Linked DNA regions of Mus musculus: all the other regions are linked to region 2. Evidence: chromatin contacts called from public HiCAR-type, HiChIP or PLAC-seq and promoter capture Hi-C data. All regions are on one chromosome and are shown on one strand. Each heading gives the region's core, a stretch centred on a gene start, on an enhancer-like site or on the middle of the called end of the contact. The rest is flanking DNA. Distances are from core to core; before and after follow the strand shown.

The links. HiCAR-type assays count read pairs that join an accessible place to other places. HiChIP or PLAC-seq counts read pairs in DNA pulled down with a chosen protein or histone mark. Capture Hi-C pulls out chosen DNA fragments and counts their contacts.
Region 1: an H3K27ac HiChIP or PLAC-seq map of thymic regulatory T cells shows a contact between it and region 2, with 8 times the contacts expected there. The contact joins the promoter of Smpd2 here to the promoter of Sec63 in region 2. A contact is called at or near these places in 5 of 39 promoter capture datasets (hematopoietic stem and progenitor cells, hippocampal neurons, liver and 1 more), 2 of 115 datasets of contacts at active chromatin or transcription factors (double positive thymocytes and thymic regulatory T cells) and 2 of 9 other capture datasets (adipose tissue and liver).
Region 3: a contact with region 2 is called in a HiCAR-type map of astrocytes, with 2.8 times the contacts expected there. The contact joins the promoter of Ccdc162 here to the promoter of Sec63 in region 2. A contact is called at or near these places in 2 of 39 promoter capture datasets (hippocampal neurons and liver) and 1 of 115 datasets of contacts at active chromatin or transcription factors (astrocytes).
Region 4: a contact with region 2 is called in a promoter capture Hi-C map of adipose tissue, with 4 times the contacts expected there. The contact joins the promoter of Wasf1 here to the promoter of Sec63 in region 2. A contact is called at or near these places in 3 of 39 promoter capture datasets (liver and neutrophils) and 2 of 9 other capture datasets (adipose tissue and liver).

What each region holds. Positions count from the first base shown.
Region 1 is chr10:41,488,734-41,491,825 of GRCm38.p6, reverse strand. Smpd2 (sphingomyelin phosphodiesterase 2, neutral) reads left to right here and starts at 1,486. Exons shown (of 10, transcript NM_009213.2): 1 at 1,486-1,843; 2 at 2,266-2,362; 3 at 2,475-2,551; 4 at 2,802-2,895; 5 at 3,003-3,092. The coding sequence starts at 1,794. Ppil6 (peptidylprolyl isomerase (cyclophilin)-like 6) reads right to left here and starts at 1,387. Exons shown (of 8, transcript NM_028430.1): 1 at 1,205-1,387. The coding sequence starts at 1,345.
Region 2 is chr10:42,760,111-42,763,341 of GRCm38.p6, reverse strand. Sec63 (SEC63-like (S. cerevisiae)) reads right to left here and starts at 1,846. Exons shown (of 21, transcript NM_153055.3): 1 at 1,454-1,846. The coding sequence starts at 1,577.
Region 3 is chr10:41,714,992-41,718,003 of GRCm38.p6, reverse strand. Ccdc162 (coiled-coil domain containing 162) reads left to right here and starts at 1,541. Exons shown (of 48, transcript NM_001358562.1): 1 at 1,541-1,600.
Region 4 is chr10:40,881,763-40,885,164 of GRCm38.p6, reverse strand. Wasf1 (WAS protein family, member 1) reads right to left here and starts at 1,338. Exons shown (of 9, transcript NM_001379453.1): 1 at 1,095-1,338. Cdc40 (cell division cycle 40) reads left to right here and starts at 2,022. Exons shown (of 15, transcript NM_027879.2): 1 at 2,022-2,278. The coding sequence starts at 2,090.

The sequences.
Region 1 (3,092 bases), core at 237-2,736, 1.3 Mb after region 2:
TCCTGTCTTGGCCTTTTGGGTGCCTGTGTTACCATACCTGGGCACACTGTTTTTCTCAACATAAGTCTAAGACTGTGTCCCAGAACACCTAACATATTTACTAATTGAACTTCCCAGGAAGAAAAAAAAAAGGTTGCAAACACTTTGCCTGCAGTGTGGAACAACCACAGGAAATATTAATGTCTTAAGAGAGTCAAACAAGAAAGAGAGAGAGAGAGAGAGAGAGAGAGAGAGAGAGAGAGAAGGGAGGAAGGAAGGAAGGCCACTTTAGCTGTAAGACACTGGTTCATGTCTCAAAAATACCAAAAAAAAAAAAAAAACCCAATAAAGAAACAAACACAAGCACTAAGCCTTCATCTTCCAACACACACACAAGACAGCACTTTCACTCTGGATGCTAGAGCAAGCAAGGGTGTGTGTGTGTGTGTGTGTGTGTGTGTGTGTGTGTGTGTTCTGAGGGTGAATTCTACTGCCCTTGCTCTCCAGCTGGAAAAAACAAGCACAAACAAACTAGTTGCTGGCTCAGGGCTGCGTGTATTTCACCACCGTACCCCCCAGGTTTTTTCCTGTTTCCAGGTAGCAGGCGTGCTGCGGCATGATTGACCTGGCTACATTTGTTTGTTTCCTGGTGCATAAAATATCATTCTACATGTTTACAAATTCATACTTGGATTCTTCACAGCACTTCTGGGACATCTCTTAAAAATCTGAAAAGTATCTGATTCTGCTAAAATGCAGAAACAACTACAGAAATTATAAAGGAAAGGCCCTTCCAAAATTAAAGTACTAAAAAAAATCACAAGTGTTTTTTTCTTTTCTTTTCTTTTTTTTTTTTAAACTAGAGGCGGGGAGGCTGAGGTGGTATCTGGGGCACCGGGTTACCTCAGCGATGGTCCTGAAAGCTGGAGCTTTTGAATATTTTCCCGTAATTTTGAATTTTGTAAATCCATAATCCAATAAAAAATTTCACGTGAACTAGCATTTCCATGCATAGGTGTTCCGAAATTACCATTTTCCCAATACGGATCCCCGCGAACGCTCGCTCGCGCTCCGAGTCTCTTCCAGGTCGCCCTTCCTTGCGACCAGCATTTGTTCTCTATGCCCCCATCCAGCCCTAGGACAGAACGTGGACCCCCGCCCGCCAGCGCAGGCGACACCGCGGCAGGGGGCTGAGGTGCGCACGGCGTCTGGGGCGAGGGGTTACCTCAGCGATGGTCTTTGACACCTGAAAGCTGGAGCTTTTGAAGAGCCCCACCACCTTCAGCTTCAGGGGCGGCTCGGGCGGCAACCGCACGTGACATGCTGGGGGCTTCGACTTGGGCCGGCACGGCTGCTGGGTGGCCATGGCAGGGACAGCAGAGAGCCCGGAACACAAATAGTGCGAGTCGCCAGGGCAACCGCGTGGCTCCTCCCCGAACGCCCGCAAGGGGCGGGACCTGAGTGAGTTCGTGGGCGGGGCCTCGCATCAACTTCAAGCCTGTTGCTGGTGGAAGCCGAGCCGGGAACAAGGGAGGAACCTGTAGGCCGCGGTGCGGAGAACCCACCGAAGGACCTAAGAATCTGGAACAGTCCACCCGAGATTCCTTCCAGGACTGCCGGCGGCCTCGCGCAGCCAGCCCGGGATTTGCAGCCGACCTTCTTTCCGGGTGGAAGGACGGCCTTTGTCCCAGTAACGCAGGAGTCGCCCCCCACCCCCAACCAGCTCGCGTTCCTGGGTCGGGGCAGCGCAGGACAGGGCAATAAGCCTGTGCGCGCAATCCGCCTCGCCGCCCTTGCTCCGAAGCACTCCAGCCATGAAGCTCAACTTTTCTCTACGGCTGAGAGTTTTCAATCTCAACTGCTGGTAAGTAAGTGCTCCCAGGCGTGGGCTGCAGCCTCGGAGCCACCTTCCAGTCCCCTCTCGCACATGCCTAGGAAGGAAGCAGGTCTTCTTCAGCCGAGCTAGACCCTGTCCTTCCCGAACCACCAAAGTCCACATCGCCTAAAGACCAGAGCTTGGGTGGTTGCAGCAATCACCAAAGTCCCTATCATCCAAAGCTGAGGTGATGACAGCAGTAATCGTCCCAAACCTGGCCCATGTCTTTCCTTTTAAATGATTTACTTTTATTTTATGTACATTTGGTGTTTTGCCTGTATGTATGTCTGTGTGAAGGTGCCAGATTCTCTGGAACTGGAGTTACAGACAGTTGTAAGCTGTCATGTGCTTGCTGGAAATTGAACTGCTGACCCATCTCTTCTGCCCCCTGCGTCCTCCACCCCTTTTAGGGACATCCCCTACCTGAGCAAACATAGGGCGGACCGCATGAAGCGCTTGGGAGACTTTCTGAACTTGGAAAACTTTGATCTGGCTCTCCTGGAGGAGGTGAGGTTGTAGGGCAGGCTAGGTTGGAGGAGGGCAGCAGGCGGCAGGCGGCGCAGGAAAACTGTTCTGTCTGGGATGAAATCCAAGCAAGTATCCTCACCTTCTTCCTCAGGTGTGGAGTGAGCAGGACTTCCAGTACCTAAGGCAAAGGCTATCGCTCACCTATCCAGATGCACACTACTTCAGAAGGTGAAAAGCCTGTGTTCTCAGCCTGTTCTCAGACGAGGAAGCTCTCCAACATTCTTGCTTGCACCCTCGATCTTCTTCCTCTGGGTGTGAGAAGAGCAGGCCGTCACCCTCATCTTGCAAGGGCTGCTGTCTTAGGCTTTGTTCTGGGGTTGATCTTAGCAGTAGAGCTGGGAGACCGCGGAGGGGAAGAGGGCTGGCTGGGTACTCCCCTCCTTGCTCTTCTGGTTATTAAGCAAGAGTTGGTTTTCAGCGGGATGATAGGCAGTGGCCTCTGTGTGTTCTCCAAACACCCAATCCAGGAAATCTTCCAGCATGTCTACAGTCTGAATGGTTACCCCTACATGGTAAGGATCTCTTCCCTATCCTTGCTAACACAGACTGGACGCAGCCTTCCTGGGGCCTTGGCAGGAGGGTGTCAGTACCCTGAGTTTTTGTCTTCTCTTGCCTGCAGTTCCATCATGGAGACTGGTTCTGTGGGAAGTCTGTGGGGCTGCTGGTGCTCCGTCTAAGTGGACTGGTGCTCAATGCCTACGTGACTCAT
Region 2 (3,231 bases), core at 597-3,096:
CACTGGGCATTTAACTTAAAATACTGAAAAAATTGGCTTAAGTGGGCGAGCAGTCAAGGAAAAAAAAAAAACATTTTCTGTATTATGACACCAAAAGTACATACAGCCACTGATTTAAAAATATATATATATATATCTAAACAAACTTGGAAACACAGAACTCAAGAGTCCGAAGTGAAAATTTCATAAAGCAACCCAGAATGAGAAACGACGGAGGCTAGTAACTTTGGGTAAATTGTTGCTACTCCGCTTATTGTGAAATGTACAAAAGAGATGCAAGTGTTGCTTGCTCTTTATCTTAAATTTACTTGAGTTCTATTATGAAACTAGATAATTTTATAGGACATTGAACTCTCTCTTCAAAGTGTAACAAGTCCTGAGCTTCACTGCTAACAATTCTTCCCAAGCTGCAGTGCACAACCTAGACAACTTAGATCATCACCACACCCAACCTAAAAGCAACTTAGCAGACACAGAACGCTCTCCCCCAGAGCCGCTGTTATACTCGAAACCTACTAATTATGGTTACCACCACCAGAAATAACCCATTAGGCGCTTGCTGTAAGTGCCATCAGCTTTAAGAATAACCGGTGCCATATGTCTTAGTAAAGTGCAACACAGAATCCAACATTACAATCTTAAACCTAACATCCCCGGAAACTGCACTGGGTTGCGTTCTGACGCGACCTTTAATGTGGAAAGACTCGAGAACTAAAAGCAAAGGAGCTTGCGACCCCACCAACTACCTCCTTCCATCAACGAATCCCGCTTAATCCTTCATGCCTGCACTTTTCCGTTGTAAACAGGAAACTCCAGAGGAAAGGAAACGGAGAAAATCCTATTTGTGCTTTTATAAAAGGAATAACGGCAGCGCTCTCCAACCCCCACGATGTGATTGAACAAATGAAAAAAGCAACCGGAGGAAGTGACGGGGTGGGCTGCTGGTGAGCTCACTTGGAAGTCCCAAACATGACACCCAGCTTAGGGGTGCCCCCAAACATCTGTACCAACAGCTGCAGCGGGGACACCGGGACAAGAGGGAGAAAGGGTGACGGGAGCGAAGGATGCGGAGTTGTGCCCACACGCTCTTATTCCCCCTCGGCCAACTCTTCTCTCGCCCCCCGTCCCAGCCCAGCCCGCTCCCTCCAGAAAGAACACCCAACAAAGCCGAGGCTGGGGAGACAAAGAGGCGGCAGGCGAGGGGCGTCCAGAACAATGCGGATCGGATCCCCGCCAAACTCCCGCGGACCACGCAGGCGGGCGGACAGCCCCGGAAATCGCCGCCGAGCTCCGGCCCCGTGGACAGCGGCCCTCAGGCCCCGCCGCCCAGGCGGCGTCCCTGGGACGCGGAGCAGCACCGGCGGGCAGGACGGCGCGGCCCGGAGCGGAGCGGAGAAGAGCGGAGCGGAGCGTCCGCCCGAGCGCGCCAGAGCGGGCCGCCGACGGGACTCACCCGCGTTCTGGTCTCGCGGCCAGAGGTAGTAGGTGGCGGGGATCACGATGAGCCCCACGAAGGAGGTGAGGAAGTAGAAGAAGGTGTTCCCGCTGTCATCGTACTGGAACTGCTGGCCCGCCATGGCTCCGCCTCCTCCGCCGCGCTCCCCTCACCGCCGTCGCCACGACCCCGCGCTGCGCTCCGGCTCCCGGCTCCCAGCGCCCCGGCCCCGTGTGGCGTAGCTCGGACGCCGCTACCGCCGCCGCCGCCGCCGCCGCCGCCGCTCTCCTCCCCGCCCCCACGCCGCTCTCACGGACACGCCGCCGCCGCCGCCGCGGCCGTCGCCAACTCTCGCGAGAGGAGCTAGTTCCCGCCCCACGCGGCTGTTCCCTCCCCGGCCGTCTCCTCCACACGCTCACTGAGGGAGACGTGGCGCGCGCAGCAAAGAAACTCTGTTGGACCCCGCCCGCGGCCCCGCCCCTGAGCCACGGACCACGCCCTCTGTTTTCCATAAGCCCGCCCCCGGGTCCCGCCCCCTGCTTACCAGGCTTTCCTTCCCAGCACCCTTCCCGGATTCCAGGAGCTTTCTTGCCAGGGTCCCCCAAGCAGTGAGCAGAGGCGAGCGTCCTAGGTGCGATTGGGACCTGAGCTTTTGCAACCTAAGCGAGGTTGCCAAACCTCTCCACTCTCTCCTATCCCTCTCACTTTTCCTCCACGTGAACCTCATGGAAACAAGTGCCATTAAAATAGGGAGCAAGGAAAAATAAATAAATGAAAAGAATAGGGAGCAAGGAACTCCTCAGAGTTCCAAAGCCTTGGTATTTGGAGCTGCCAGTTCACTAATGCTTTCTGTGACCCAAGCGATCATGTCTTCAATTTGTCAGTAAAACATGAAATAAAGCAAAATATAGATCGGTGGCTCTCAACCTTCCTAATGCTGCCACACTTTAATACAGTCCCTCATGTTGTCGTGACCCCGAACCGTAAAATTATTTTCATTTCTAGTTCATAACTGTAATTTTACTACTGTTACGAATTGTAATGTAAATATATGATGTGCATGATATATATACTCCCTCTAAAACGGTCTTTTGATAACTCCCCCTTAACAGGGTCAGGACCCACATATTGAGAACCAATGTCATATATGCTCTATTGATGAGAAAATTCAGACTCAAAACATTTTCCAGAGGTAACGCTCAATGGTTTGGGTTTGCTCAGGGCTTGAGGATCCAAACCCAGATCGCTCTGACGCCCCAAAGAGCCGCTGGCACTCCCCTGCAACCTGTGGGCAATCTGAAGAGGCAGTCACTCTCTGCTCCTGGCCACCGAATCTCAAGCTGGAGTCAGCTGAACTGCAGGATAGTCCTCTAACCTTGCAAAGATCCCACCAGAGTCCAGTGGTGGCCTTAGCAGGGTGGGTCCCAGTGTCTGCACTGCCCTCTGTGGATCAAGAGGACACAGGGCACTTTACACAGGACCGCTGTGAATAGTAAAGGAAACTGTGCAATATCTTTAAAAAGAGAAGCTACCGCGCAAGTACAAACATTCTGCTGTATTTTTTTTTAAGATTCATTTTTTATTTTTATGTATATGAGTACACTGTAGCCATCATGTGGTTGCTGGGATTTGAACTCAGGACCTTCAGAAGAGCATTCAGTGCTCTTAACTGCCCGTTTTGTTGTTGTTTTGTTTACTTTGCTTTTTGTTGGGGGGGGTGTTTTTTTTTTTTTCTTTTTGAGCCAGGGTTTCTTTGTGTAGCCCTGGCTGTCCCGGAACTCACTCTTTAGCCAGGG
Region 3 (3,012 bases), core at 292-2,791, 1.0 Mb after region 2:
ACTCATCTTCATGGTGAGAAGCACCAGCTAGGAGCCCCAGCCACGGGTGGTTTGCTACAGGGGATTGTATTTAGAGCTGTTCGTAGCAGAGCGCAAGCCCCCAAACCCCAACCCTCTGGTTTAAGCAGTGGATCTACTGTAAGTGTCAGCCTCCTGGCCTTGGAAATGTCTGCAGTGAATTCTGTCCAAACTCCATCCTGTAATCTCTCCAGTTTCACTTTCCTCCACAGGAATATGAGCTCTGTCATTAAGGTTAGAAAGAAAGGGAAAAATCCCACCAGGGCCTTATCTCAGCCCTGAACACTTAGGAAAGGGTCTACACCTGCTCACTTACTAATAAAATCATTTTTGTGTGAAATAGATGGCTGGCTTTTAACTCAGTGGTAAAGGGTTTGACCTGGGCCAGACTCCCAGCTCAGGATAAAAACAAGGAAAATATATTGGGAAAACAAATTACCATACAAAAAGTGTAACCACTTATAACTATTTGAATGTTTCAAATAAGAATTGAGAATTGTCTCATAAAAGTATAAGATAGTTTGAAAAAAAAAACCACTTAAGATTTCAGAGTGAATATGAATAGACTTGGTTCAAAATCAGTCTTGTCTGCACAAGCCAAGAATTCCACAGAGCCTTGGGTTTCCCTGTAACATGAGGGTTCTACTAATCCTGCCTCACTAGGTTTCTGTGGGGGAGTACAGTGCCCAGCCAAGGGTCAGCAGTTAGGGAAAATTGTAAACCAGGGGTTCTCAGCCTTCCTAATGCCGTGGCCCCTTAGTTAAGTTCCTCATGTTATGGAGCCCCCAACCATAAAATGATTTCATTGCTACCTCATAACTAATTTTGCTACTGTTACAAATCATAATATAAATATCTCTGATATGCAGGATACCTGTTATGCAAACCCCGTGGAAGGGTCGCAGGAGGGGGTCGAGATCCACGGGTTGAGAATTACTGCAAAATGCTTTTGTTTATGTGCAGGGTGGAAAAAGTAAAAGATGAGTTCACATGGGCTAAAGCCAAAACTGTAGAAATCTCGGTAACTGAGTTGGAGTGTTCTAATTTGCTTACTTTCTTTGTGGAAATTGAAATTGCTTTTGCTTGTTTCGGATCCTAGGTTCCTAAAGGGAGAAAGACTATGGTGGAACCCTGTGGTGCAGAAACAACATGATCACACACAAGTTACTGCTGGAGTCTGTTTTGGTTGTTAGGGTGACATTTAGTTACTAGGAACCTGTGAAGAATGGTTTTGTCACTCCACAGTTACTAACGCAAACAAATCTGCCTCCACAGTTACCTGCTTGCCAAAGCCGCTGACTCTGGGTGGGCGGAGCCAAAGCTGTCTGTCCTGGGGGGGGGGGGGGGGGCGTTCTCTGGGCAGCTTCGGAGTTGCTGGGCAACTTCCTTGCTGGAACAGGAAGATTTCATTAATCTTTTCACTTCACTGAAAAAGAATTGTTTGGGTTCTCTTTAATTAGAAATTAGAAAGAGAGAGGGAGGGAGAGAGGAGGGGGCAGGGGAATCGGACCATTCTTGCCAAGGCAAGCCTCAACTTCCACGAAACTGTGAAGCCAGAGCAGTCCTGTGTTTGGAGCAGCAGGTATTGTGAGTCTTCTAATACTGGAGGGAGTTGGGCTCTAGAATTAACTGTACTGGAGCAGGTCACTGGCAGGGTGGTCATTTCTGCTTTGTTAGAGCTGGACTGGAGGGAAGTCAGCTTTGGGTGATGTAAGGTTGACGTGAGAGACACGCTACAGTAGACTATTCAGGATGGTGGCTTGAAAAACCCTGTGGGGTACCAGGGTAGGGACGGAACACCGCGGGCCTCATGCGTGCCTTGAATTCACGATCCTCCTGCCTCACCAAGTTTGTGCCACCATAGCCAGTTGATAAAGTAGTATTTTTAAGCCATAGCAAACTAAGATTAAACACAAGTTTGATTTTTTTCACAATGATTTATTATTTGTGGTTATGTGGATGTGGATGCCGTGTGTGTGTGTGAGTGCCCATGGAGGTCAGCGTATCAGATCTGGAGCTGAGGCAGTTCATGGGAGTGTCCCGGAGAGCTGCCCAAGCTCCTTACCCACTGAGCCATCTCACCAAAGACGCATGGGCGGGCAGATGCACGGCTGGAGTTATTGATGTGCCGTGAAGAACACCTGTTAGTGACTTCCTGAAGCGCTAGTGAGCGCTAACTGAAGCTGAGTCACTGAGCATTTCATAGATGTGACATATGGGTTAATGCCAGCTGGACCCTAGTCCTCTCCAAAAGAGCATCCAAGATGAAAGCTCTTCTTGGGCACCGCTGCATCTTTCTGTTAAAATGAGCTGAGGACGAATAAGAAACAATCACTTGCCCGAGAATGACTTACCGTGTAAATCAGTTAGCCCGACCAGTGCCCCCGAGGGTTGCTTGGATCCTGCCTGCTCGTCTCCAGGGAGCATTCCTCTTCCGGTGTCCTATCATACTTGATCAAGTGAGGAGAATTAGATGGAATCATTTCAGAGTAGTGGTTACGAAGCCTCTGATCTCCAGACACCCAACCTGGTGCCCTTTCAACTTACGACCCAGACTGTTGACCTGATCACGGACGGTCCTACGTTGTCACAGAGCTGCCTCAGAGCGTAAGAACAATAGAACAGCTTTCTTCTCTGCTGCTTTCTGCTAAAGTGGTTAAGTAGGCATTTACAAACCTCTCGGCATAGATAGTAATCATCACCGGGTGGGTGTGCAAACTGAGCACTCGAATTGCCTGTGACATTTAGTGTTTCTTGTATCAAACAGGAATTCGGTGAGTCTGTGTAAATAAGGAGACGACACCCAATAAGCCTGTGAAGGAAAGGGAAATCTAATTCCGTGGAAAGAAACTTTAGGCCACACACACATTGTTTCTCTAGGCTGTCCCCAAACTGGGAGTCCTCCTGCCTCCACTTCTGTAGTACTGGTACTGCAGGTGTGCACCACCACAGTGGGTTGAGGTGCAAATCTTGACCATTCTCTTCCGAGGCGTC
Region 4 (3,402 bases), core at 89-2,588, 1.9 Mb after region 2:
TTCCCTAACAGAAACTTAGATCAAAGATAAACTGTTCCTGTGAGTTCCAAATGGGACTGCATCTGTACTTGTGTTATGCGGCTCCCAACAATTAGAAAAATGAAAGTTTACCAATTAAATTTACAATGTCAATGGATGTTTGTACAACTGAACAACTAATAAACTAATCACACCGATTACTGAAAATAAAGACTTAGCTAATGTGAACACCAAGAAAAAAATGTAAATAGAATGTCGGGCACATTTTGTATAGTAAAGGATAGGGTCAGAATGAGTCGAATTAAAGTACCTATTCTAGCTAGGTATTAATTAGTCAGTCACAGGGCAGGTCGTGAATGTTGGGATCCGATGAGCTTTCTTTTCACCATTATTCTAGTTCATCATCCGCAAGTGCTAGAGAAGGTGTCTACGGAAGCTAGGGGGCATGCTGTAGCTAGGGGAAAAGAAAAATGGGAAAGGTGCAATGGATGCTGCATAGTTGAATAATTATCTGGGTGGCACAATGGGCGAGTCCTGCCGACATCAGAGCCCAGCAAGCGTCTCCCTAACTCTGCCCGAGGAACCTCCCCATTTCCAGGCATCAAAAGAGCCAGCACCCTCTCTGCCTTCTCTTCCAAACTGGAATATAAAGGGATGCCCGCACTCGCTTTACCATGGTCGTGCAGAGAGCCGCGGCGCAAAGACCCGCGGCCAGGGCTCGCTTTTCAGAACCGCTGGCACGCCGGGCGAGCCGAGGGCTCCGCGACTGGCTGCAGCCTTCGCCGGCGCCGATGCACAAGGGCGGAGCGGCGGGATCGGAGCCCCGAACCCCGCGCCGCAGGTGAGAGCCGCAGATGCTGCACCCAGAGCAGCCTCGGGCCAGTCCCCGCGCCCGAGATCCCACGCCTCGTCCTCCACGCGCAGCCCGGGCTGCTGGGCGGCGGGCGCGGGGGAGCCCGGGATGGGGGCGGGGGCGGCGCGCCCATCCATCGCCGCCGCTGCAGACCCCGGCTCATCCACACGCCCCTCTCGGCTCGGGTCGGTGGAGAACAGTTCCCTCGTCAGGACCCCGGGAAGAAAAAAAAGGGACAAAATCCTGAGAGACTCGTGCTCACCGCGAAACCGTGGGGGGCTCGCGCCGTACCCCTTCTACATGCTTCGGCGGCTGCCGCCGGTCCGGCTCCGCACTGGGGCGCCACCAGGAGCCCCTCGGGAGCGTCGGGCTGCGGGATGGAAGCCGCGCCGGGCACTGGCTGAGGCGCCGGGCCGCCGGGAATGCCGCCGGGGGCGCCCACTGCTCGCCCGAGCCGCGGTGCGCTCGACGCGCGAGCGAACAACACCGCGAGCAGCCGCTGCCCTGCGCCGCCCCCTCCCCGCGCGACGCTCCACAACCGGGCGCGGGGACCCGCGCCTGCAGCAGGGGGAGCCGCGGGGCGCTCTCCGCCTGGCCTCACGACCTTTCCCCGGAGCTGCACCGGACGGGTCCCAGGTCTCTGAACTTAGGATTCGCACTCTCCCCTCGAACCCTGCAGGGCGTACGGCGGCATGGTGGGAGAATGAGCATCCACCCACTTACCCGTCCGTGGGCAAGAGGACGGCGCTTCCCCCTGTCCTGAGGCTCTGTGGTATTGCCCGATCCGCACTTTGGGGGAGGGGGCCGGAGAGAACGGTGCTGGGCTCGGGAATGAGGGAAGATGACATCCAATTGAATGAAGCATCCTCTTGGGGGCGGGGTCGAAGGCAGGCCCCCTCTGCCGGGCTCCACCTCCTCGCTCCAAACTACATTTCCCATGGTGCCGCGAGCTCCTCGCCGCACTGTACGCCGGGAGTGAAGGTCCTCGAGGCTTCAAACACATCTCAGGACTGGGTCTTTAATCAACGAGGTCCTGAAAGTTACAAATAGTTGTAATCCCTTGTGCTTCTTTAGATAAATGTTTGTGAATCTCAAGTTTTGATACAGTTATCTCAATAATAAAGTTTTTTTCGAGAAGTTATAAATGATTTTTTTTAAAGGAGGTAAATATCGAGTTCCATGACAATCTGACAGGACCTGGGAGACGCTGCTTCTTCCGCCTTGGCCTGGCCTTAGCAGAGAGTATCTGTTGCAGTCATGTCGGCTGCGATTGCAGCTCTAGCTGCTTCGTATGGCTCGGGCTCGGGGTCCGAATCGGATTCGGACAGTGAGGGCAGTCGGTGTCCGCTGCCAGCCGCGGACTCTCTCATGCACTTGACCAAATCGCCTTCAGCCAAGCTCTCTCTGACCGTGGCGGTGGACTCGGCTCCGGAGGTGGCAGTTAAGGTAAGTGTTTTGGACACTAATAAGCTCAGGAACTGCTTTCAGCTCGTCTCGGGTTAGAGGCTGGTCTACCTTGGCGCTGAGAAGTATGTAACTAGCGTTTACATCTCTTCCCACATCCTCCTTGACGATTAGAAGTACGGAGCAGCTCTCCACTAACCCCTGTCCTTCCTATCTCCGTCGGATAAAATTAGTTCAGGAGAGGAGGAAAGTTTGAATTTGTAGACTAAGATGTAGCCTTATTAGATCAGTTATAAGTTCAGAGCATAGATAATATTGGATCAAGACTTTCAAACTAGAATTTGTACCCTCACTAGAAGTGAGCCACGGCCAGGCACTGTTTTGTTTTTGAGGAACTCGGCACGAATCCTGGCTTCACTACTTTCAAATTACACAACGTTCTTTTGTACAGTTGTGCAATGAAGATAGCTGTATAAAAACATATTTATCGGGGGGTTATTGTAAAGATTGAGTGAAATTATATGGTAAAGATTATAGCACAGAGCCGAATATCTATCTAGTGGAAAGCGATACATGTTAGCTATTGTGATTCTTTGTGTTAATACAATGAATGGGAAAAGGACATAAAGTTTAGGAAGTAGCATGCACGAACCCAACCGAGGAAGTTGATAAAGGGGGAAACCCAGTTCTATAGTTCTATAATATAGTTCTCTATGGAGCATGTATTGTTTCCCAGTAACAACAGGATTAAAGCCACAAGGGTCAACCAACCAGAACATCTTTGCTATCATAGTTCATACTGGAATCATTCTCGTGGGTGAAACAACCAATTAAATGTGGACAAATAAAGTAGTTACAGATTGAATTGAACACTGGGTGTCCGGGGGTGGGGGGTGGGGTGGGGATGGGATGGGGTAATAACCACAACAAAGAATAAGGTAGAAGTGTGATTTTTTTTTTGTGTGTGTAGATTGCTCAGACAAATCCTTTCTTAAAAAAATAAAAATAAAAAAATAAAAAGTTGCCAGGCAGTGGTGGCACATGCCTTAATCCCAGCACTTGGGAGGCAGAGGCAGGCAGATTTCTGAGTTCGAGGCCAGCCTGGTACAGAGTGAGTTCCAGGACAGCCAGGACTACACGGGGAAACCTTGTCTCAAAAAACCAAA